Regions from separate parts of the Bombyx mori genome. Here region 1 is linked to region 2. A link is a contact called in public Hi-C data. All regions are on one chromosome and are shown on one strand. Each heading gives the region's core, a stretch centred on a gene start, on an enhancer-like site or on the middle of the called end of the contact. The rest is flanking DNA. Distances are from core to core; before and after follow the strand shown.

Region 1 (7,535 bases), core at 2,580-5,079, 41 kb before region 2:
TTCAGATAATTGTTTTAAGTGTACATTTCTTTAGCACCATTGTGATTTGAAAATCGATAAAACAGAACTGACATTCGGAAAGCGACTAATAAATACTACTTACTAGGTATACTCTAAATATATATTTTTCTTTTTGCGTGGATCACGAGTAGGTATGTGTATGCACAAATGAGAATAATATTAACCGACTAGAAATAAATACGTAAAAGCTGTAACGTCGATGCGAAATTGATATTAGATTTGGAGAAACATAAAATATTTAAATCGGCATCCTTAATCGTACTTCTGCTTTCGTTACAGATGATGTGATTTTTTTTATATATATTTTTTATTATATAGGTGGGTGGACGAGCTTACAGCCCACCTGGTTTTAAGTGGTTACCGGAGCCCATCATATCATTATCCTGCCCTTCTCCCAGTCGCCTGGGCTCGGCGCAACATGTTTTGTCCTTCCATACTCTTATATCATATACCATTTATTCGCTCACTCCCCTCTCACCCATATCGTCTTTCACGCAATCCATCCATTTCTTTTTAAGTCTACCTCTACCTCTATATCCTTCTACATTCATAGTTTTACGAGTGCTCGAGTGTTACCGGAGTCCATAGACATCTATAAGGTAAATGCGCCACCTACCTTGAGATATAAGTTCTAAAGTCTCAAAAGTCTCAAAAGTCCCTTCAAATCGAAACGCATTACTGCTTCACGACTGAAATAGGCAGGTTAGTGGTACCTACCCGTACGAACTCACAACAGGTCCTACCACCAGTATGACAAATGCGCGAAATCTTCGAAAATACGGGAGAATGAAGAACTATCTCGCAAATGTAATAATACTTATGATTTATCTAGATGCTTAAAACCGCCTCGGTTATTTGGTTATTTATATCTCTATTATAAAGCGATCGGACCGTGTCGACGTACTGGGGTACACGATGAAAATATTGACGCTAATTAGAATTATTCATAAGTTTATTGTTGTAACTTTCTATTTTATTTTCAACTAGCGACCCGCCCTCGCTTCGCTTCGGAAACATTAAAACACACATGAAACCAAAAAAAATAAATAAAAATAAAATAAAAAAAGTAGCCTATGTTCATCAGGTACAATGTCGGCTTCTAATGGAAAAATAATTTTTCAAATCGGTCCAGTAGTTTCGGAGCCTATTCGAAACAAACAAACAAACAAATCTTTCCTCTTTATAATATTAGTATAGACTAGCTGACGAGCATTTTCATATTTATCTTTTAAACCTTTTAAACCTTTTAAACCCTTTCTGGACTTCCACAAATAATTTAAGACCAAAATTAGTCAAATCGGTCCAGCCGTTCTCGAGTTTTAGCGAGACTAACGAACAGCAATTCATTTTTATATATGATTTTTATTTTATTCTATTAGATTATTTGAGGCCTATAAAATCAAAGGCAGCTAAATCCAAGTCTGTCAAATATTGAGGTAAACTACAAAAATCGGCCCTAAACACGTCATTATGGATCCTCCCGATCCATCGAAATACTGCTCTTGCTAGGGCTAGTGTTAGCAACACTCCCGGTTTGAGAAGCTGAAATAACTTTGTTCGGATAGCTACGATATTCTTTATTTTAAAGTAGATTTATAAAGAATGAGAATATTACTAATGATCTGAATTTTAAATGATAAAACTTCGTTTATTAGTACTTAGTACAGAGTAAAAATATATTTTTTTAACGGAATTTGTTAGAGATTTAGCTGCGTTTGTTATAACATGAAAACACTAAAGCGTGTCCAACTAACTAAGCAAGATAGCGCCATTGTTAACACCTTTTTTTTCGACATTAAGGCGTTTAGCTGCCTTTGATATTATAGGCCTCATTTTTCGTTGGTCGCCCCAGATTTTCGGGAAAGATCCGGCTGATCGTCGTGTGTCAGATGCCACTAACAGACACGTTGTGTCACGAAATTTACATGGACTTCATTTCCGAGCCAATGCTCAATTTGATCAGAACCAAGAGAGTTGGTAAAGCGCGCCTCGGCATTGCTTCTGACATTTTCAATACCTATGAGCGACGGTGACCACTCATGATCATGTGACTCTTAAGTGTATTTTCATTCGATATATCTCTATATATAAAAATGAATTGCTGTTCGTTAGTCTCGCTAAAACTCGAGAACGGCTGGACCGATTTGGCTAATTTTGGTCTTGAACTGTTTGTGGAAGTCCAGAGAAGGTTTAAAAGGTAGATAAATATGAAAATGCTCGGAATTAAATAAAAATAACAATTTTGTTTTTCCTTTTGTGTCCTCGAAAAGTTTAGGTCTTTTATTTATCGATTGAGGTACTACGAGGTCAGCTAGTTAAAAATATAAGTTTATGCATCCCAATTAGGCAAGAAAGTATTGTATTAATATATTTTCAGTTTACTACACGGATAAGAGATTCAAGTAGATTAGAAACGTCTAAGATATCAATCAGGTCAATCTGTTTTCACACTAGCCATTGTAGGTGTACATATGCACATAATATTATATTACGTATTTATTACGCACCGGCGGCGTTCGCAATATGCAAATGTACTAATGTAACGTGCAAACACAAGCCACAGCCGGTGTTTTGTTAGGCAATTATCGCTAACGTACCGCAACACAGATCTTAAAGTTTTTTACGTAAACATTCTATAGAGACGTCTGGGTGAAAATAAATATGTACCGTAGAAACATTTATTAGTTTATTAAGAAATAATTATTAGTTATCGATATTAGCAAAAAAATAATCATAAATCAATATGACATCGGGATCAAATTCGGAAGTATGCACTGAAAAAAGACATATATGTAACTAATGGTAGTAATAATCAATACGTTTTACTGGTGGTAGGACCTCTTGTGAGTCCGCACGGGTAGGTACCACCACCCTGCCCATTTCTGCCGTGAAGCAGTAATGCGTTTCGGTTTGAAGGGCGGGGCAGCCGTTGTAACTATACTGAGACCTTAGAACTTATATCTCAAGGTGTGTGGCGCATTTACGTGGTAGATGTCTATGGGCTCTAGTAACCACTTAACACCAGGTGTGCTGTGAGCTCGTCCACACATCGAAGCAATAAAAAAAATCATGATTAGGTACTCGTTATCGTCCATCCACAACCTGCCTACAAAGAATATTGTGGTATTTTGGTCATGTTGCACGCAGGGATACCAGAAATTTGGAACGCCTTGTGGTGACCGGTAAAATCGAGGGAAAAAGGTCTAGGGGTAGATGTCCCAAACTATGGTTGGACCAAATAGTGGAGGAACTGAAAATACCTGTCGGCGATGCACTCCACCAAGCTACAGAATGGGATCGACGGAGACATTTTGGTGGTAAGACCTCTTGGGAGTCCGCACGGGTAGGTACCACCACCCCGCCTATTTCCGTCGTGAAGCAGTAATGCGTTTCGGTTCGAAGGGTGGGGCAGCCGTTGTAACTATAATTGAGACCCTTAGAACTTATATCTCAAGATGGGTGGCGCATTTACGTTGTAGATGTCTATGGGCTCCAGTAACCACTTAACACCAGGTGGGCTGTGAGCTCATCCACACAACTAAGCAATAAAAAATAAAAATAAAAAGGACACAGCCCACTGAATAGCGCGTCGGATCTTCTCAGTGGATCGCGATTCCGATCCGGTGGTAGATTCTGCGACACACTACTTTTTTTTGAGTCTGCCGAGAATAAACGCGGCACGGTCGCGGACTGAGACGCACTGCTTTTGCTAGGGCTAGTGTTAGCAAATTCTCTCAGGTTGAGCACGTAAGCTCATCTACCAGTCCGTGCGTAGCTGTAATAGCCCCCTAAGCTACCAGCGCATAGGTAGGGAAAAAAACGGTCACCCTACACTTTGTAGTGTATATCCGGTTACCGAACAACACCGGTGGACAATGATTCACCTGCCCATTCCTGTTACACAAATAATCGGTATCGTAGAAATAAAAACACCCGAATCCATTATCTGGACAAAGTTGCGCAGCACCAAACCAAGCGTCAAATTAAAAACAGCGTTTTTTTATAGCTTAGATAGGTGGACGAGCTCACAGCCTACCTGGTGTTAAGTGGTTACTGGAGCCCATAGACATCTACAAAGTAAATGCGCCACCCACCCTGAAATATTAAGTTCTAAGGTCTCAGTATAGTTACAACGGCTGCCCCACCCTTCAAACCGAAACTCATTACTGCTTCACGGCAGAAATAGACAGGGTAGTGGTACCTACCCGTGCGGACTCACAAGAGGTCCTACCACCAGTAAACCAGAGGTCCTTACAAACTAACGTATTTTTTCTTTAAATAAAATTAATATACAAATAATTGTTATTCAATAGACGCCATTAACAATTTTCAAGGTGTAACACGACATATTTTTAAAACAGGTTTTTTATGTGTGTGTATTATGATTTCAATAAACACGATTACATAAATTCTTAGAACAACCGACGGACGGGCGATAAGCGATAGGTGATATTGGTTATTTTAGATATCTTTGGCACTGACATGTCGTGTTTTTTCACTTTTGGCATATAAAAATCAAATGTTTCTCCAGATTTTAATCAGATTGTAGGTATAACGACAGAAGGAAAATCTTCCACCGAGTGGGTGATATTTCTCGGTAGACCGACGGTCCAAATGCGGCTGTTCGGAACTTGTATATATGCAATGTTATCTTGAAAATGTCGTAAGCCAGATTCAGACATTTGTCAAATATCTTGTTGTATGATGGCTACTGCCACAAGATAATACGCGTATTTTCGATCCGAATTGTCTCAAAATATGTACTTCAAGTTAATAATTTTAAATCTCAATACGTGTAAATCACGCCACACTTCAAAGCCATTCGTCCATTTCGCAGATCGCTGAAGCTTATGACTTAGACTGTTTACATTTCAAGTAAGCAGATCGTAAGTCTATGCGCACGATGGTTGTACGAGCTGATGTCATTAATGCGAATTATGGATACGCACCACGAAAATATCCTTGGCACACGTTATTTATGTTAAAACGTGATGTAACAATTAGTATTCGTTTATTTAAGGACTGAATTTAACGGCGTTTTGTGGAATGTATTATTTAATTTAATTGTCTAAATTCAATTTTTTTTACCTAAAGTGATAGCCTTGAGAGGCTATGTCAGCGTAACCGGACGAGTAGGTGAGCTCACGGGGCTCAAATCAGGAGTGTTGCTAACACTGGCCCTAGCAAGAGCAGTGCTTCGCAGAATCTACCACCGGATCGGAAACGCGACCCACTGAGAAGATCCGGCGAGAAACTCAGTGGGCTGTGTCTATGTGTTAGTTTACTCGTCGAGCCCTTCGGCGCAAGTGACGGGTTCGACGAGAAGGCTCGGTGCCTGAGGTGCCTAAAAGCACCGTTAATGTATCAGGAGGATCCGTAATGACGCGTTTAGGGTGAGGTCGACTGTTTACCATTCGGTCCACAGGATCGGGTGTGCAGTTTTCGCTATTTATTTTCAAGTTCATATTTATTATATATATGTGCCGACACGAACCTGTGGTTTCTCGATCACGATTCCAATGGGCCTAAGCGAAAAAATGGCGGTTCTTTAAAAAATAAGCATTAGGTCAGTCTTATAAGTAAAATCAGTAAACAGCATCCAAGAGGTGAGTCAAATATGGGCGCCATGGCTGATAACGCAATCTCCATAGTCGGTCGGGGCTAATCCTGTCATAGGAAGATAAACAGGGCATGGCGATAACGAAGCCGCGATAGCGGTGACCGCTTGAATATTTAATTTAAAACAACGGAAGCCTAAATTAAAGCCTTTTGACAATATTTACCCGTGTGTGTTTCAAGATTTCAATTATCATTTAAATGACTCAATTTACCGGTGGGCAGTCTAATTTATCGTAAGAGAATACAGCTCCATCAATCACATATATGAAATACAATAGAGTTTTCCACATCATTTCTCAAACATTCTCTTTCAATTGTCTATACAAGCAAGCTCTATACAAATCCATTATAAATGACATAAAAATACAGTAGCAGATATACTTATGTAGGTAATTTGATTATAGCATTATGGCCATTATCAGTTTTGTATGAAAACAATGCGGCGTTTGATAAAACAAAACGTTCGATATTTTAGATAATGATTCGGAATGCCAAAATACAAGGTTATATGTTAAATTGATTTTTTTAAGACACAGTCGGAGTTGAGTACTGGCAGAGACGTCGATATCCGTATTCACTGCGAAGCACCTGTTTGCAAGGTTGCCAAAATTCTATTCAGCCTACTGAATTTCTCGCCGGACCTTCTCAGTGGGTCGCGTTTCCGATCCGGTGGTAAATTCTGCGAAGCACTGCTCTTGCTAGGGCCAATGTTAGCTAGCAACACTTCCGGTTTGAGCCCCGTGAGGTCACCTACACGTCAAGCCGAAGCTGAAATGGCCTCTTGAGGCTATCAGCATAGGTAGGAAAAAAACCAAACAGCTCCAGCGAAAGCGTTCAACCATGTTGAGGTTTTTAGGTTGTTTTTGGGTATATTAATGGTAAATTCTTATTATGTAGCTGTAACTTGTAAATGTAGCGGGATTTTTAGCGTCAGGTTCGAAGGAAAATCCAAATTATTGTCAATTAATTACTGAAGTTCTTGTGGTTGATGTTTTGAAGGAATTAAGGACTGACTTGAAATTTTTGGGGACTAAGGTCGGAATTGCTGTTAAATCCTTGTTTTTATTCTTGTAACTTACAATGTTTTCATTCAATGTTCAGGCATTGCTGAAGTCCATGGGCGACGGTAACCACTCACCATCAGGTGGGCCGTATGCTCGTCTGCCTACAAGGGCAATAAAAAAAAATGTTCCATACATTTCGACGAAAGAACGAAAATTTGTATGGATAAATTAACTACAGTCTCCCCGTACAAATTATCTCAAACTGACAGATTTTTCTACGTCACTAATAAATTACCGTAAAAGGCATTGTAATAATCACACGAACATGCAACAGTGTCGTGTGAATTTCATACCTTTTACGTTTATTTTACACAACGTAAGATTCTTCGACCAAATAAGCGGTTTCTACAAAGATGGATTGCGGCAACTCAGTTTGTCCTAAGCTGTTGGTTTGTTGCGTGATGTGAATCAGCGTTTGTCAAAGTTTTGTTGAGGACATAAAAAGACAAATAATATTTTTATATCTTCCCAAACTTAAAAAAAAAACGACTAACTTCAATTCAATACTTTGGCAATTGTCTTTGATTGTCATTCTTATATTTGAATACTAGCGGACCCGGTGAGCTTTGTCCCGCCAACACGGTTTGTTTCAAACACATCAACCGGTCAACTTCAAAATTTAACCATGGAACGTTTAGCTGTCAGTTGCGTTTTGTTATTCCATATCAGTTGCGTTTTGTTATACCACGTTTTATGTCACGTCCCACGGGAATATGATAAAAAGTATCCTATGTCCTTCTCCTGGCTCTAAGCTACCTCTCCTCACCAATTTTCAGCCAAATCAGTTCAGCCGTTCTTGAGTTATAAATGGTGTAACTAACACGACTTTCT
Region 2 (6,869 bases), core at 2,867-5,366:
ACCGGTTACCGTTCTCGTCGATTCCGAAGAAGACTTCGACGTGCGAACGAGCCCATAGACACAGCCCATTGAGTTTCTCGCTGAATCTTCTCAGTGGGTCGCGATTCCGATCCGGTAGTAGATTCAGCGAAGCACTGCACTCGCTAGGGCTAGTGTTAGCAATTCTGTCAGGTTGAGCCCGTGAGCTCACCTACCAGCCCGCGCAATGTTGGCATAACCTCTTAGGTTACCAACGATAAAGTAGGGAGAAAAAATATTAAAAAACATCGTCAAACGCTACAATGTAAATACGGAAAGTGCTAGTTTACTTACGTAACAAATAGTTAGTAGTACATTGAAGCTAGGCTATTGAGGTTAGGTAGGTAGATATATTTCGTGTTTTTCGTTCAGTTGTTACGTAACGGTGTAAGTAGCACCCGACGTTGAGGAAAGGTCGGAGACTGTCCTTAGAAGCGATTGTCGCAGATTCGATGCGGCATAGTTCAAGAGTTCCAATGCAACTATTTTGCAATTACAGCAGTTTAAGTTGGACGCGTTAGTTTAAAAACATTACAGAGGCTTATCTTTTTTTTTTTTGTTGCTTAGATGGGTGGACGATCTCACAACCCACCTGGTGTTAAGTGGTTACTGGAGCCCATAGACATCCACAACGTAAATGCGCCACCCACCTTGAGATGTAAGTTCTAAGGTCTCAAGTATAGTTACAACGGCTGCCCCACCCTTCAAACCGAAACGCATTACTGCTTCACGGCAGAAATAGGCAGGGTGGCGGTACCCACCCGCGCAGACTCTCAAGAGGTCCTACCACCAGTAATTACGCAAATTATAATTTTGCGGGTTTCATTTGAATTCATTTAATTTCATTATCTATTTGAATAACGCGCAAAGGTGATGGAAGCTTAACATACTTCAAAGCCACTTATTTTAACGACCGTAACCATATTCTGTAAATTAATGTTTAGCAAAAACAGCGTCATAAAGTGTGTACATATTAAAAAATAATATGATTCTACTGATCAAAACATAAAAAACACTACGTGCAATATTATATTGGAGGGGTGAAAGGTTATTTGGTTTGAGTGACATTTCTTTAAAAAACGACATTTATCTTTTTAATTAAAGATGGATTTTATTTTGTATTAGCATCAGCAGTTCGATGTTTTTAATTGAACATCATTTAAGTTTAGCCGATATTTAAATTGATAGTAGTAATTTATTATTAACTTATTTTCCAAATTATTAACGTTGCGACGTTTAGGTACGTCCTTGCTCGAATCATGATGTCACAACTATAGATACAATGGAGTGAGCTATGAATAAATCTTATGGCGGAGGTGTTAATAGAATCTGAAGATGTATAGTATGTGTGCATGACGGACTCATTCGAAGATCTAAAATCCAGAAAACGCCTTTTTTTATTACACTAAATACCTAATGCTTCGTAGTGTAAATGTTGCGATTATCAATGTAAGACCTTAAATTTTGTTTGATATCACTTAATAAAAAGCATTGGAATTAATTCGATGTTAATTTTAGAATTAAACATTTTATTTTATTATATTTAATGATATGTTTGAAATAAAATGTTTAAGAAGTGAGATTTATCTGGAGTAATAAGGCTGAAGTCTCCATTGCGTTTAAAAAAAAACCTCACCTATCATTGAAAACATTGTTTTAATGATAGGTGAGTAGAATCAAATAATACTGGCTTCGCTCTACCACCATACCGTTAGAGATTATTAAATAAAAATTTACCGCGCAAATAATGGGATCAGAAGGAACCCGCAGAAGAATTTCTAGACGGCATACCTCGCATCTATAGCTTTTATTTCACATCTTCACGTATTTAACAATATGTGATCTTGATCTGTGGCTATAATTTAAGCATTTTTGAAAATCGAACACTTCATAATGTTTCCGTGTTTTATTTACGACACCAACGCACATTACCGGCAATGTATTGGCACGCAACGATGTAGGCCGCGTGTTTGCGTGACGACCCCCTAACGGAATGATATAAATCATGAAATTGAGTTCGATACGAACAGTCAATGTATGCTGAATAGTATAAAAGAAGGCGCGTTTAAACGTCTTCACTTTATTCTAACTCAGTTTAGAAAATATTTCAAGATATTTGACTACTGCAAATCTGAATTATTCTCAACAAAATATATATTCATACTCTACTTAAAAAAAGGAATTTGGCTTTTTTTATGTACCCTACGTACTCTTTGATATTACTAGAGTGGTTATTAGGCTATATTTAATAGAAGTTTTCATTTCGCTAATTATTATTTTTCGCGACCGCTAATTATTATTTTAATGTTAATAACTGATCTTTATTGTGGATTATTATAGTAGTTTTAACTTTCTGCAAATTATAAAAATGAACTTTACAATTTCAATTATACTAATAAATCTTAATTTATGGAGAATTCTATGAAAATTATTTCAATGAGCGGACAACAAAGTATTGTAAATGAAATTACTTTTATTACTGGTGGTAGGACCTCTTGTGAGTCCGCGCGGTTAGGTACCACCACCCTGCCTATTTCTGACGCGAAGCAGTAATGCGTTTCGGTTTGAAGGGTAGGGCAGCCGTTGTAACTATACTGAGACCCTTAGAACTTATATCTCAAGATGGTTGGCGCATTTACGTTGTAGATGGCTTAAATATAATGTTCAAGTAAATAGTTGCAAAAATTATAGGTTTTACAAACATACTACAGGTTTTTAGAAATGTATTGATTCTTTGTTCTATTTAAAATCACTTGTTTGATTAGTTCTAATCTATATTGATTACTTTTTAAGTTTTAGAAGGTCCCTATCAGTATTATTTGAAGTGTTTAAAGCAACATATTTCAGCAAATTAACAACAATGGTTTTAATTCTACCTTCTTTATATAAAAGTAGGAACATAAATAAAAAAAAAAAAAACGTCATTAAACTTGAATGGTTTTTTATTATTTATTTCAAATTCGTACTACAAGACTTAGCAGTAATGCCACAACAGTTTACGTATCAGTGTAACCGAAATAAATAAAGATTTTGAAAATATTTATCCCACTAAAAAATTTACAACTTAAATATAATATTCATAAATAATTACCTCACAGCAACTCTTACGCTGGATTCCTCACTGGCCATGACTGCAATATACACCTGCACAAACAGAATCAATGCAATTGTTGTCAAGAAATTTTAATTCAACTATATATGTTATGGGTATGTATATGCCTTTTAGGTATTAGAAGTAAATTAGAAAAACAAACCTTTACTAATAGATATTGTGTTGAATATGTCAATTTACGTTTATATTTTGAAACAATTTACTTTTTAAATTACATTGTTATATTTGGTGAGATTGTTTAACAATTTTTTATTTTCAAATTTTGATGAACTATTGAATTATGCAATTGTTCATATTTTTACTGTACTTTTCTTTTTTTAAATATTTGTCATTTTTACTGCGTTTTCATAACAGAAAACCTGTCGGTGCAATTTTTTTCTAGTTTTCATTTTTGCGTAAGTTACAAGAGTTTAAAATACGTTTAATACCGGCTGAGGAATGTGTTTTTGTGATAGTACTTAAATAATACGATTTTTTGAGAAGATAAGGATTGCGATATCGATGCGAATAACAGTATAACTTTTATGTCTATTGCACACAGTTGATAATTTAAACAAATTAACGGTGTATTGTGTAAATTCAAATTAACTTACCGGGGCTTAGAAATCCTTTAATTCTGTAGCACTAGATCACATTACACATAGCGTCTGCGTCACAAAGTCTCGCTAGATCGACAACGACCGATATTTATTTTGTCCATCTTTCACCATTGTAACAAGATTCCGACGATTTTTATAAATAAAATATAACTTAAAATTACTGGTTATAATGTACTATTTGATTTTATATTGTTCTAAATACGTGGAATAGTTTAATGCTAAGCTAACTCTATGTTACAATTTTTATGAAAACGCAAATAATGCAGCTAACTTAGAAGTACCGTTTACGTTCGACGAGACACTCGCCGCAATCATTCACAAAATTCTGTTTGACAACTGACTGATTGAAAAACACGGCCAGACGGTTTGACGTCAATTTGACAGAAAACACTTTGGGCTACCAGTGCAAAAACTTAACCACTATTTTTACTACTCCCGTTATTTAGTTTTAAACAAATATTTTTTTACTTTAATTCAGGATAGAAAGATCCAATTTTCTTATATGTAAATTGCTTGTTTTCATTCAAAAAATTTAAAAAGGAATAATATTTTATTAAACAACCAATAGATGGCGCGCGTTGATCATTTAGTTAGAAGTTTCAATATGTCTTTTATGGTTGAATGTCGTTCGTGATGCTCACGTAGTTCTTTTGAGTATCAAGAGATGGCAGTATTAGTTTCAGCCGATAATAATAATTTTAAGTTAGTCAATAATTTAAATTAATAAAGTAATTAACATTAACCCATTCTAAGCTGAAGTTTCCCTTCGTTATATTGAAAACTAATGAGAAACAAAATCTAAAATTGTAAACTTAATATAATTTGTTAATATTAATAGTAATTACATAGAATTAAATAATAATACCCAGTTTGACATAAGATACTGATAAATAGAATAACAAAAAATAATTAGGTACAAAATCTTTTTAGTACTTTTACTTTGACCAACACGTGGGTTTATTAAAAAGTACATTAAAAAAATGTTGTCAAAAATTGCCATGACAGACGAAATTCAGCATAGAAAGTGTAGGTACATATCGGTTCTCTTTATTTTGGTTATAAGTTTACGCTTTACTTAAAATTGCATATTAGTGGATTGCATTAACTTTCCAAAGGCGTGCTTGAACAAGTATAAGCTTAGAGTGACTTCGTAATTATTGTACCAATAAAAAAAAAAAAAACGCATACAAAGTAATACGCGGGCATTATTATCTAAACCCGTATTGGTGGTTTTTGTAACATTTTTTGCCGATTGTGTGTAATGACATAATTATTAAGTGTAAAACGGTATAGTATTAAATTCGCATCCGTATTTTCTGATCTTGGATTTTCAACTGTGAGGTTAATGACACTATATTCAATTTTTATAATGGCTAACTGTCTAGAATTAATCCACGATGAAGAAACTAGATAGCCTTCATCGAAACGGATTAGGTGATTTAGATCTTGTTATATGAATTTAACGAGCAATTTATAACCGAATAATTTGTCACAAATTCATAATATTATGGTTTTAAATTGCTAATGTAAGGAATATTAATATTTTACTAATATTGCATATAGGTAACAATAGATTTCAATATCAGTAGCTTAGTAAAAATACTTTGATAGTTGATACTTGATACGTGAAACAATCGGCAGAGTGATACTACATTTCAAGTGTTAAGTATTACTTAAATAATTCGATTTTAAATGCTCCGTTAAAAAAAAAAGATTTTTATTTTTTAAAAGATTAATAACATTTGACAAACGGACGGACTGATATAAGTTGTAATTCAATTACGTATTTAAAAAAAACTTGTTCACTTCTGTTAAAGAATCAAGTTTTATAAAAGGAGAGATACTTAGGTATGTACAGAAAACTCAAGTATTAGGGACATATTGTATATTATCTACATTTGTGACTGTAATTTTAAGCTTTCATGCTCGATGTGCTTAAGCTATTCTTGTATTCCAATAGGGACGGTTCTAACAAAGGATTTTTAGTGAGCTACAATCTCACATAATGTGATTTTAACTCAAAAGACGCGGTATCTATATGTTTTTTCAACATAAAAAAAGCTATAGATAGGTACTTTATGTAGATTGAAATATTTGTACAGTAGGTATTTGACTGAATCAAGAGAGTGAATATACATGTATATAAAATTTTATGTGCGTGCATTAATGGCCTCATTTAAATATCTATCGATTTTTTATTAAGTCCTCCTTATCTAATCAAAAATATATGTGTTGCCATACAGAGCTTAAAAAGTATTTTTATTACTTTATAGGAATAGCTCTGGACGACCTTACGGTTCACATGATGTCAAGCAGGTGACGGTGCTCATTGATATTATTTATATCATTTAACGACACGTGTCCTGGTCTCAAAAACAAACTAGTATCCAAGTTCCTTTGTTTATAATTGATGAGAGAATGTTAAGTAGTTAACTCTTGTTTTCATGTTATTTTCAAATATACTTTTTTGTCGTACTGTTAATATTTAAATTTAGCCTATTTTTCCGCTGTTTGTAAAATTGCTGTAACATGTCATAGTGTGTTATAAGAGATTTCTGTACATGCCTGTAACTGGCTTACATACCAGTACTTAATTTTATACATGTTAATTTTAAGCTTGAATGTTTTGTGTGTATTGCTGTTGGTGTGTCTAAATAAATAAATAAATAAAAATTAAATATCATAAAGTATTGTACAATAATACGATATTTCTACCCTGAAGACCAGAATACACGAATACCTACTTTCCGACAAAATTGGACAGAGAGATACTATAAACAAGAATCAATTCATGTGTATATTAATCGATTATTAAGTACATAGTGTGTAAAGCATTGTATTTCAAACTACCTCACAAATTCAAAGCATATATAGCTAGATACCTATAGGCCTACTCAAGGTTCGCCAAAACGAAAATCCTTGATCAAATATAGTGTTGGCTAATAATTACTTTAATTTAAAAACGAACGTATTGTGTAAAATTCTAAAAAAAAGTTAAGCCTCTCAGAGATTCAAGATGTCTCAAAACAGTTCAGTGGGGCGGGCCCTTGGCTTTCCTTTTTGGATTTCACCGCTCATTTTGATACACGAACCTGGACATTCAATTGAACTTTCACACTTTTTACGAATTGTTTTAAATT

The links. Hi-C and Micro-C count contacts between places; a contact is called where the count stands out from the background.
Region 1: a contact with region 2 is called in a Hi-C map of whole pupa, with 2.5 times the contacts expected there. The contact joins the enhancer-like site here to the promoter of LOC101743085 in region 2. A contact is called at or near these places in 4 of 7 Hi-C or Micro-C datasets (midgut and whole pupa).

The regions. Positions count from the first base shown.
Region 1 is chr5:15,797,990-15,805,524 of ASM3026992v2, reverse strand. The region is part of intron 3 of LOC101743085 (kinesin-like protein KIF21B); the gene reads right to left. Among protein-coding and RNA genes, the nearest start is that of LOC101743085, 41 kb to the right of the region's middle. Within about 2 kb of position 3,829, at least 2 of the 8 cell types and tissues checked have open chromatin away from gene starts, as enhancers often do.
Region 2 is chr5:15,757,902-15,764,770 of ASM3026992v2, reverse strand. LOC101743085 (kinesin-like protein KIF21B) reads right to left here and starts at 4,116. Exons shown (of 31, transcript XM_021350593.3): 1 at 3,724-4,116; 2 at 3,110-3,162. The coding sequence starts at 3,147.